Regions from separate parts of the Gasterosteus aculeatus genome. Here region 1 is linked to region 2. A link is a contact called in public Hi-C data. All regions are on one chromosome and are shown on one strand. The core of a region is the stretch at or near the end of the contact, and the rest is flanking DNA. Distances in the headings are between cores, read along the strand shown.

What was found. A called contact is a pair of places that touch in the nucleus more often than the background predicts.
Region 1: a contact with region 2 is called in a Hi-C map of tail fin, with 2.8 times the contacts expected there. The contact joins two enhancer-like sites. A contact is called at or near these places in 2 of 6 Hi-C or Micro-C datasets (skeletal muscle and tail fin).

The regions. Positions count from the first base shown.
Region 1 is chr4:12,856,527-12,860,703 of fGasAcu3.hap1.1, reverse strand. No RefSeq gene overlaps it. Among protein-coding and RNA genes, the nearest start is that of nlgn3a, 38 kb to the right of the region's middle. Within about 2 kb of position 2,128, at least 1 of the 9 cell types and tissues checked has open chromatin away from gene starts, as enhancers often do.
Region 2 is chr4:12,733,752-12,738,152 of fGasAcu3.hap1.1, reverse strand. nlgn3a (neuroligin 3a) reads left to right here. Exons shown (of 6, transcript NM_001267668.1): 6 at 1,590-2,433. The coding sequence ends at 2,433. Among protein-coding and RNA genes, the nearest start is that of pcdh20l, 17 kb to the right of the region's middle. Within about 2 kb of position 2,317, at least 3 of the 9 cell types and tissues checked have open chromatin away from gene starts, as enhancers often do.

The DNA.
Region 1 (4,177 bases), core at 879-3,378, 120 kb before region 2:
CCTTTGGCAAAGTAAACACTCAACATTCCTCTGTGAAAGGAAAATATATCATTTTGCCACAAAAAAAATTCCCTAGACAGCTTTTTGAATTATTTTCATAAACTAATGGGATTCATGTTGATCTACTCACCAAATAAACTCTACAAATATCGTTCATATACACTGCTTGGAGTTGTGTTTTAGCTTTTTGCGATACTTCATCGGTGTAAGTTTGTCACACGGTTGCGTTGTCGTTGATGAAAGTGCAGGACAGATTCCCAAAGCACCACGCTTCTCTTTTAATACCTCCTCAGGAGCTGTCCAACACAACTTTCCCCGACCCCATGACGTTTTCCATAAAGGTCAAGGAAAACATCTTGGAAAGGTCATTATTGGGGCTTTTTGACCGCAGAGACGTGCTTCAGGGCTGCAAAGACTGTGAGAATGTTCCACCCGTCTGTTGGTCCTTTCTGCAAACATTGCCGAAGGGAAATAATTGGAATTCATTGTGTTGTGCCGTTAAACAAAGAGCTACCAGGGGAAGCCAAAAGGTGAAATAAATAGGTAAACAAAGAGGTCAGTATACTTGTTAAGCCCGGCGTGTTACATTTATACATAAACAACACATTAAGATTGTACATAAAACAAGTGAAATCGCAGGAATGCAAGCAGAACCTTTATTACACATTTGGTTTATTCATCCAGCAATTGAGTTATGCTTATAAAAGCTGTTGACAATTACAGGTAAGCTGATTATTTTACAATTACCTCTCGTCTCGGGAGGCAAGAGCTTGAAAGACGGTGAAATCAGGAAGTAAAAGAACCAAAAATAAAAGCCCATAATTGTAGATAACATGTTTTGGGGCCAGGTTAACATGATTAGTTATTTCCAAGAGCTGTCCCATTCACATTCCCGCACTCACAGCTCTGCGACGTTCAGTGCTGAAGGCCGCTGAAGTTTAAATTCAAACAATTAAGAATATTCACTTGGCTAGCCAATATTGTTTTCAATAGCAGCTGCAAGACAAACTTTACCTGTAGCCACTTTCAGCCTCTCATCAGAACAGACTTTATTACGTTGAGGTGATGAAATATAGAGGAATGGCAGCTAAATCTGGGGTTACGACTATTAAAGTGATCGATGCCATTTAAGTGAAACGTGACATCCGTCCAATGAGCAGGCTGCTGCTGTCGAGTGCTGCTTATGGTCAGTAGGGGGTGCTGTCTACTCACGAGTGAAACTGAGGCTTACGGCGAATGACAAAATAATACTCATTAATCTTCATGAGGGATCCACTAAGAAGGATGCACCACTGGATAATGAATATCCATATTTATGAGTTTTCTCACCCATGATTTAGATAATCCGAGCACATGCAAGTTCTGTATTTCCCTGCAGCCCGTTTGCCTTAATTTCCAGGAAGCTTCTCTAGGTCACCCACAGCACGGCGCTCCCACCATTCGACCTTTAACCCTGGTAATTTCCCAGGGGTCTCTGCGGCACGGAGAAGCGTATAGAAAATGGTAATTACTGCTGATACACACTCCACACATTATGTTAACCAGACGAACCGTAATTAACATACTACAGAAATAGTGGCATGTGATAGCTGGTGTGGTGCAGCATTGCAGTATTTTTTATTATACGAGCTAAACTATGTGAGAGATTGACGGGTAGTGCATCAGATGATTTTTAACTGAATGGGAATTTTATTTTTTTTAGAGAGTTTTGGGATGATTAGAGAAAGCCTGTTTTAATTGCAGCACTTTGGTATCTCCTCGTACGGCTTTGATGTTTCGTCGACCTTAGACAAAAGCACACATGGAATCCCCGCCTTGCTTTAACTCATGTTTGAAATACCATTCAGTAAATCATTATGCATGAAGTCTAGGTGTGTGCAATTATCTAATTCATGTGCATAACAGCAAAACTACTTTACGTAAACTTACGAGAAGGCTGTTCCTTAATTAGTTATATTTTCCATTGCACCAATGAACATAATTTTCCATTCATTCTAGTCACTAAGACAATTTTTATACAATTAAATAAAATCCCGCCCCTGTAAGGCATTATATAAGATCTTTCCTTGAATCAAAGAATCATTTCAGTCTGCAGCAAGTGTCTTCAGTTGCCTAGCAACTCCAGTTCTGTTGCGGACTAATGCTGTCTGGTGTGTGGAGGTAAATCTGGGGGCAATCTGATTTCAAAATAGGTTGCATGTAGGCGGGGGTCAAACTTTGCTGATGCTCTTGGACAGTTCTCCCAATTTGGTGTGTGAATGTGCCTGTTTAAAAAAAAAAGAAGGTAATGGAGCTCACTAAAGGATGTGTTCTGCAATTCAAGCAAAATTAAGAGACTATATCCCAAGGACAACAAATCAGCTCTAGCATGTAGCGATGGGAAAGTAACGTCTAGCTGCTGACCGCGTAAACCAAAGCTGACGAGTTCCCCAGTGGTGAAATGAACCATGCTTGCCACCTGAGCTGCCAAGTCCCCGGGCGAGCTGTGGCTCGGTCCAAGGCATGGTCATTGGCTTTGTGGATTGCAGCCATGTCTTAACTGAGTAGTATGTATAATTACCGAGGTGGCTCTTACATTCACAAATGCAAATGCCCGTAGACGTCGTTCCCCCTCTCTCAGGTTCCGTGTCCGTTACGCTTCACTAAAACAATTCCACACTGCCTTCAGCAAATCATCTTCTCTTTCGTACTGCTCCCTCTGTTGCACTGTTCATTAAAGTTTCATGCCAGATTTTTACTTTGATAACATCTGCATATTGCATGTCATGCTGCTGAATGCAGGTAGGATCATCTGAAAGAAGTGCTTCATTCCCGGGCTTTGTAAACTGTCAAAGGCTTCTCCTGCTTCCTTTCACATCTTCACCGATGTGTCTTGTGACACGTTTTGACAGCAAGAAAATACATCTCATTGTGACGTTAAAACTCATCCATCTGACCGTCCAACCGTAAGAAAGGAGCCTCAGCGTGTTATAGAATTTCTTTAGTTTGTCATGCTACCTGTCCCATCAGGTGATGACGGGCAACGTTTTCCATGTATATCCAATCTGCGATTTACCATCTCAGAGTTGTGATGAAGACAATAACGACATGAGAAAATCTATATTCAGACTAAAAAAAATATCACTTTTTTCCCTTGTAGACCATATGTTCAGCTATTTCCGTTTTGCTTTATAATCAAAGTCTCAACTGGATTTTATTCTGGCCCTGGTTGCACCTCCCAGATCATTCTCAGGATGGTTTGGCAGGATTCAGAATAGTATTCCATTTAAACGGTCACCGGGCGTTGGCTGCTTGAACACAAAGATGCAGAACAAACCAATCCCAAAAAAAATGAAGTCGCAAAATATTTACAATAAGTGAAATGATTTGTGGGCTAAATAAAGGTGTTTGAATGAGTTTCATTGGTGCACAGCTCTCGATTCCCCAGTGTGGAGGAAAAGTGGAGCAGTATAGAAATCATTTTTAGCATCCCAACTTTTTAACAATTAGATAACACACATTGATGTTTAGCAGCACATCCGAGAGTGATGCCAGGCTGGATAAATAATTTGATGGGAAAAGTCCCAGCATTTCTTCTTTTTTGGGTCTCGCTTTTTTTTCCTACAGCTTTCTGATGCATTTGCGCTGCTCTCTTCTTGCCCCGAAAAATCACTTTGTCACATAGCGACGCATCATTTCACATGCTAAATTTTTAAAAACTGGAACTGGAAATCCTTTCTCAGCATGCAATATCCATTAGGGAGAAAATTATTCATATGATTCCCCCTGCATTATTTATCACTTAATGAAGAGAAATGTGTGCCCCTCACGCTCTCACCATTGTTGCCCGCCAATACCGAATCCCTCAGGATTTCAGGTTCGTCTTTGCAGGATCCCACTGGGCCTCCTCTGGGTAATCTAGAGTGAGAATTTGACATTTGATCACATGGTTATGGGAATTAAAGGGCCCTCATTCCTCCATCACCTTTCTACATGGAATATTCACTTCATGGAGGTCCCATGAATCTCATCTTTTGAAGTGGTTGGGCTCCGTGTTGCTTTCTTCTACAACAGTATTGTATTATTGTTGGATGGTGGGGAATATCTATTGTTTTTGGTCTGTTGGGGAGTAAGACATAAATAACTAAAACCAAACCAAAACCCACACTCACCCTCTCTCCTCTCCATCTCTCTGTGT
Region 2 (4,401 bases), core at 1,068-3,567:
CTCCACCACCCACTCCTTTGAAACTTAATTACTGATATTCAGCGACAAAGTCATCATAGCCTGGCTGTCAATATTCATTGGGGATCATTATGGGACTAATAAAAGGGGTTATTTACGGGCTGCTCCGCTGACACCGGCCCGGGTCCAGGGATTCAGCTCAAGCCATCTCAATTTGTTTTACCTTTTTCTCTCCCTCTCTCTTTCTCTCTTCATCTCTCTCGCTCTCTCCTCTATCTCCCTCTCTCCCACCTTCCCCTGAAGCATTGACCTGAAAAGAAAAAATGAAATGATAGCAGAGGAACGAACAGGAGAGAGGATGCGGGAAGAATTCTTCTGGCATGGCTTTTAATTCTCTTGGCTGTGTTTGGATTTTTTTTTAGCCGGTGCCAAAAAAACACTGTAGGCGCCATATCCCTAGACCCCGAACTGAATTTGAACTTTGCTTTCCATTGACATTGCAATCAGACCCACGAAGGGATATTGCATGACATTTAGAGAAATATAGCTCAGATCCTTGACTCCTTCCAACAATATAGTTTTAACTCCTCCGTTTCAAAATCAATTTTTGGTGTTTTCAAGGCCGCAGCGCTATTCTTTCGGTTCTTTCACAGAAAGTAATTTCATCAGTACAAAAAGCTAAACCAATGAGCCGCAGAACTCCCACTCCTGACATTGCAAGGCAACATGGAGTTGTGTGATTGAGGGCCACTGCTATATGTTAATTCATTCAATAAATCAATAGCTTCGCTGTAATTGAAATGGTTGGCCATCCGGTGTTGAAGCCAAAACGTGTCAAAAGAACTGAAAAGTTGAACAGTGAACCCTGTGGATCAAAAGCAGTACTGCATCCGTAAAAATCCTCCCGTGCTTTCTCTCGCTCTCTCACTCATACTCACCCGCTCTCACGCATCCCTTTTGCCGCTTCGAGTCCCGCACACACACAAAAATCCTTTTATGGCAGCGCACACGCAATCCTCTGCAGTTCCCTCTTAGTGTCTTGATTAATATGGTCCACTTTACATCAGTACACGGGATGCCAATGCACACTGTGCCTTCCCTAAGCAATTAGCAGAGGGGCTCCACCAGCGTTGGATTATCAACAACAAGATGCCTCCTGACGCGAGCCCTAAAGCCTGCTGACTTATTCATATGTGTTTACTTTAAAAGCCTCTGCCCTGTTTTTTTTTGTGGCTGGGCTTCATCAGAACTGAATTTAGAACAACATCTGGGGTGAGAGGGATGGGGGAGGATGAGACAGACATTGAGACACATAATGCCCTCACAAAGACAAAAAAAAAGTGGATCGGTGGAAAAAAATGAAATCAGCGTCTGTTGATGCAGAAAGCAGAAAGTGTATCGCACAAACCACGATCGATCAACACTGTACCCGTAGCGTGTCGCTGCTGTGCTTTTGCCGTCCAAGCATGATGAATTTTCCACTGATGGCTGAGACAAAATGTAAGCTTTGACGGATTACTGTTCGGGTTTTTTTTTTTTCTTTCTTGCGCTTCATATACTGTATAATAATGAAACGTACCGTCAGAATCTCATTTAACACTTTATCACATCTGTCAACTGTCTTTCCGTAGGGATCCCAACAAGCCAGTACCACAGGACACCAAGTTCATCCACACCAAGGCCAACCGCTTTGAGGAGGTGGCCTGGTCCAAGTACAACCCCCAAGACCAGCTCTACCTGCATATCGGCCTGAAGCCACGCGTGCGGGACCACTACCGCGCCACCAAAGTGGCCTTCTGGAAACACCTAGTGCCCCACCTGTACAACCTCCACGACATGTTCCACTACACCTCCACCACCACCAAAGTGCCCCCGCCGGAGACAACCCAGAACACCTTGTCCACCAAGAAAACTTGGCCGTTCAACACCAAGCGGCCTCCCATGTCCCCGGCCTACAACAGCGAGGACAAGGACTCCTGGGGTGACGACGAGGAGACGGGGCCGCTACTGGTGGAGAACCAGCGGGATTACTCCACAGAGCTCAGCGTCACGATTGCTGTGGGAGCCTCGCTGCTGTTCCTCAACGTGCTGGCTTTCGCAGCCCTCTACTACCGGAAGGACAAGCGGCGGCAGGACTCCGGTCACGGGCAGCCCAGCCCGCAACGCCAGACCACCTCCAACGACATTGGCCACCACGCGCCCGAGGAGGAGATCATGTCGCTGCAGATGAACCAGACGCACCATGAGTGCGAGGCGGGGAACAGCAACGAGGGGGCACTGCGCTTGGCCTCGCTGCCCGACTACACGCTCACCCTGCGGCGCTCTCCGGACGACATCCCCCTCATGACGCCCAATACCATCACGATGATCCCCAATTCCCTGGTGGGCATGCCCAACCTGCACCCCTACAACACCTTCACCACCGGCTTCAACTCCACCGGCCTGCCGCACTCCCACTCAACCACCCGCGTATAGCTTTAAGGAGGCCACGGGCAGCCGGCACAGGCGGTGGAGGAGGAGGCAGCTGTGGGGCGGGGGTCGTGGTGGTGGTGGAGGAGGAGGAGGAGGAGGAAGAGGAGGAGGAGAAACAGGACGAACGAACGGAGGGGAGGATTGTGTTTTATAAATATCACAGAGAGGGGGAGGGGCGGGGGAAGGGCACGAGTCGGATTAAAACGTGAAGAGATTTAACTAGACTTTTACTACGAGGAGAGTAGCTGAGAGCTCTCTAGGGATGTCAAGTTGTGCAGAGCTGCCAAAATCAAACTGCTTCCCTTCTCCTGATCAGGGGAGGGGCTCTTTCTGCAGTGTTTTTTTTCTAAAATAATCATTTTAAAAGCCTTTTTAAGCTGACTAAAGGAGATATCAACACTTATCTCGAATTCATAACAAAAACAAAGAGAAGTGCTTTTTATTTCCCATCCCTTCCTCCTGCGGGAGACACATCTTGAACAATGGCCTCTACGTCAATATTCGCAAATGTTTTTAATTGCTTCTTTGTTTTCTGTTTCGATGCCTTACGAAGCTTGTTCTTTTTTGTCATTATTTCTATTCCCTGAGACTATTCCAAGTGGAGTGCGTTAGAAACCGATACGACTCAAGGAAGAAAGACTGAATCCAGGACGGGAACCAAGAGGAAATGCAGATGTAGAGATTTTAAATACATTTTGAGCAACTCATTTTATTCTCTCTGTTGCGTAACAACACGACAGCCACACAAATGGTGTTATCCTTCTTTTTATCTCGTAAATGATTTGTCGGGGACAGCTCTTGCCGGGAGATGAGAAGGCAGAGATAAATACTATGTTACTGTGATTGTTTTGTTAAGAAAAAAAGTGCATCTTTTACGGCCCATTTATCTGTTAAGCTATCTGATATCTCCACAGAGAGTGCACACGTACACACGCTGCTTAGACTACCTGTGTGGTTGCGTGCATGTGAAAATGAGTTCTCCTTCCTTGCGCGCAAGCGTGGTTAAAACGGCAAGATAAAGGAAGAGACTCATTGTCGCAACTTGCAAAAGCCACAGTGGCAAGCGAGTGTGTGTATGAGTGGGAGATTGTACGCGTGAGTGTGTGTGTGTGTGTGTGTTTGCGTGTGTGAGTGAGAGATTGTATGTGTGTGCGCGCGACTGTGGTTGCACCTGTTTTTTGTTTGTAGGCTGTATAATGTGTGTTTTTTTGGGAGGGGTCCGAATACTTTCTCATGTCGTTGATTTTTGTTTGCCACCAGTAGTGTTTCTGCTGCGTCTCTGGGTGTATGTCTTTCGCGAAATAGCACTTTGGTTATTTTCAAAGTTATATATGTCTAATTTTGCTTAAAGGTTATAAAATAAATATATAATTTTACGTGTAAGAGAAAAAAATAGCTAAAGATTCAACTGAACTAACTGACATGATTCCATTGAATTTGTAAGAGTTTCTCTTCAAAAGCAGACAGTGGCCTGTTTGCACTGAATAAACCTCCATCAGTGCACACTTGTATTTCTTTGAATATAATATATAAATATGGGCATACATACATATATGTATAGGGCTCCCACAAAAAAAACAATGTTCAGACTGCAAAGCACCAACACAAATAAATTCTATGTATTCTTGTTGTCATTTGAAACATTCTAAGCCAAGATTTTTCTAGGTGTCTTTGCAAGAGCCCTATATGTATATTCATGTATAACATATTTAATATTTATTTATGTATACCAGATGCATACATGCTGATTGTGCCATGTGCCAAATTAAAACTGTAAAAAATGAATAATATAAAGTTTTACAAAACTTTTTTCTGTTCTTGATCAAAGTTCTTTTCCTCCCTTTTAGGACTTTTTATTATTTTCATTTTGAATGAGTTAAAAAGAAACATTCTTGCAGCAAGTGCAAGTCACCCCCCTAGGACTTCCTCTCATCCTCCCCCTCCCTCACTCCTCTTCACTTGCCAAAACCT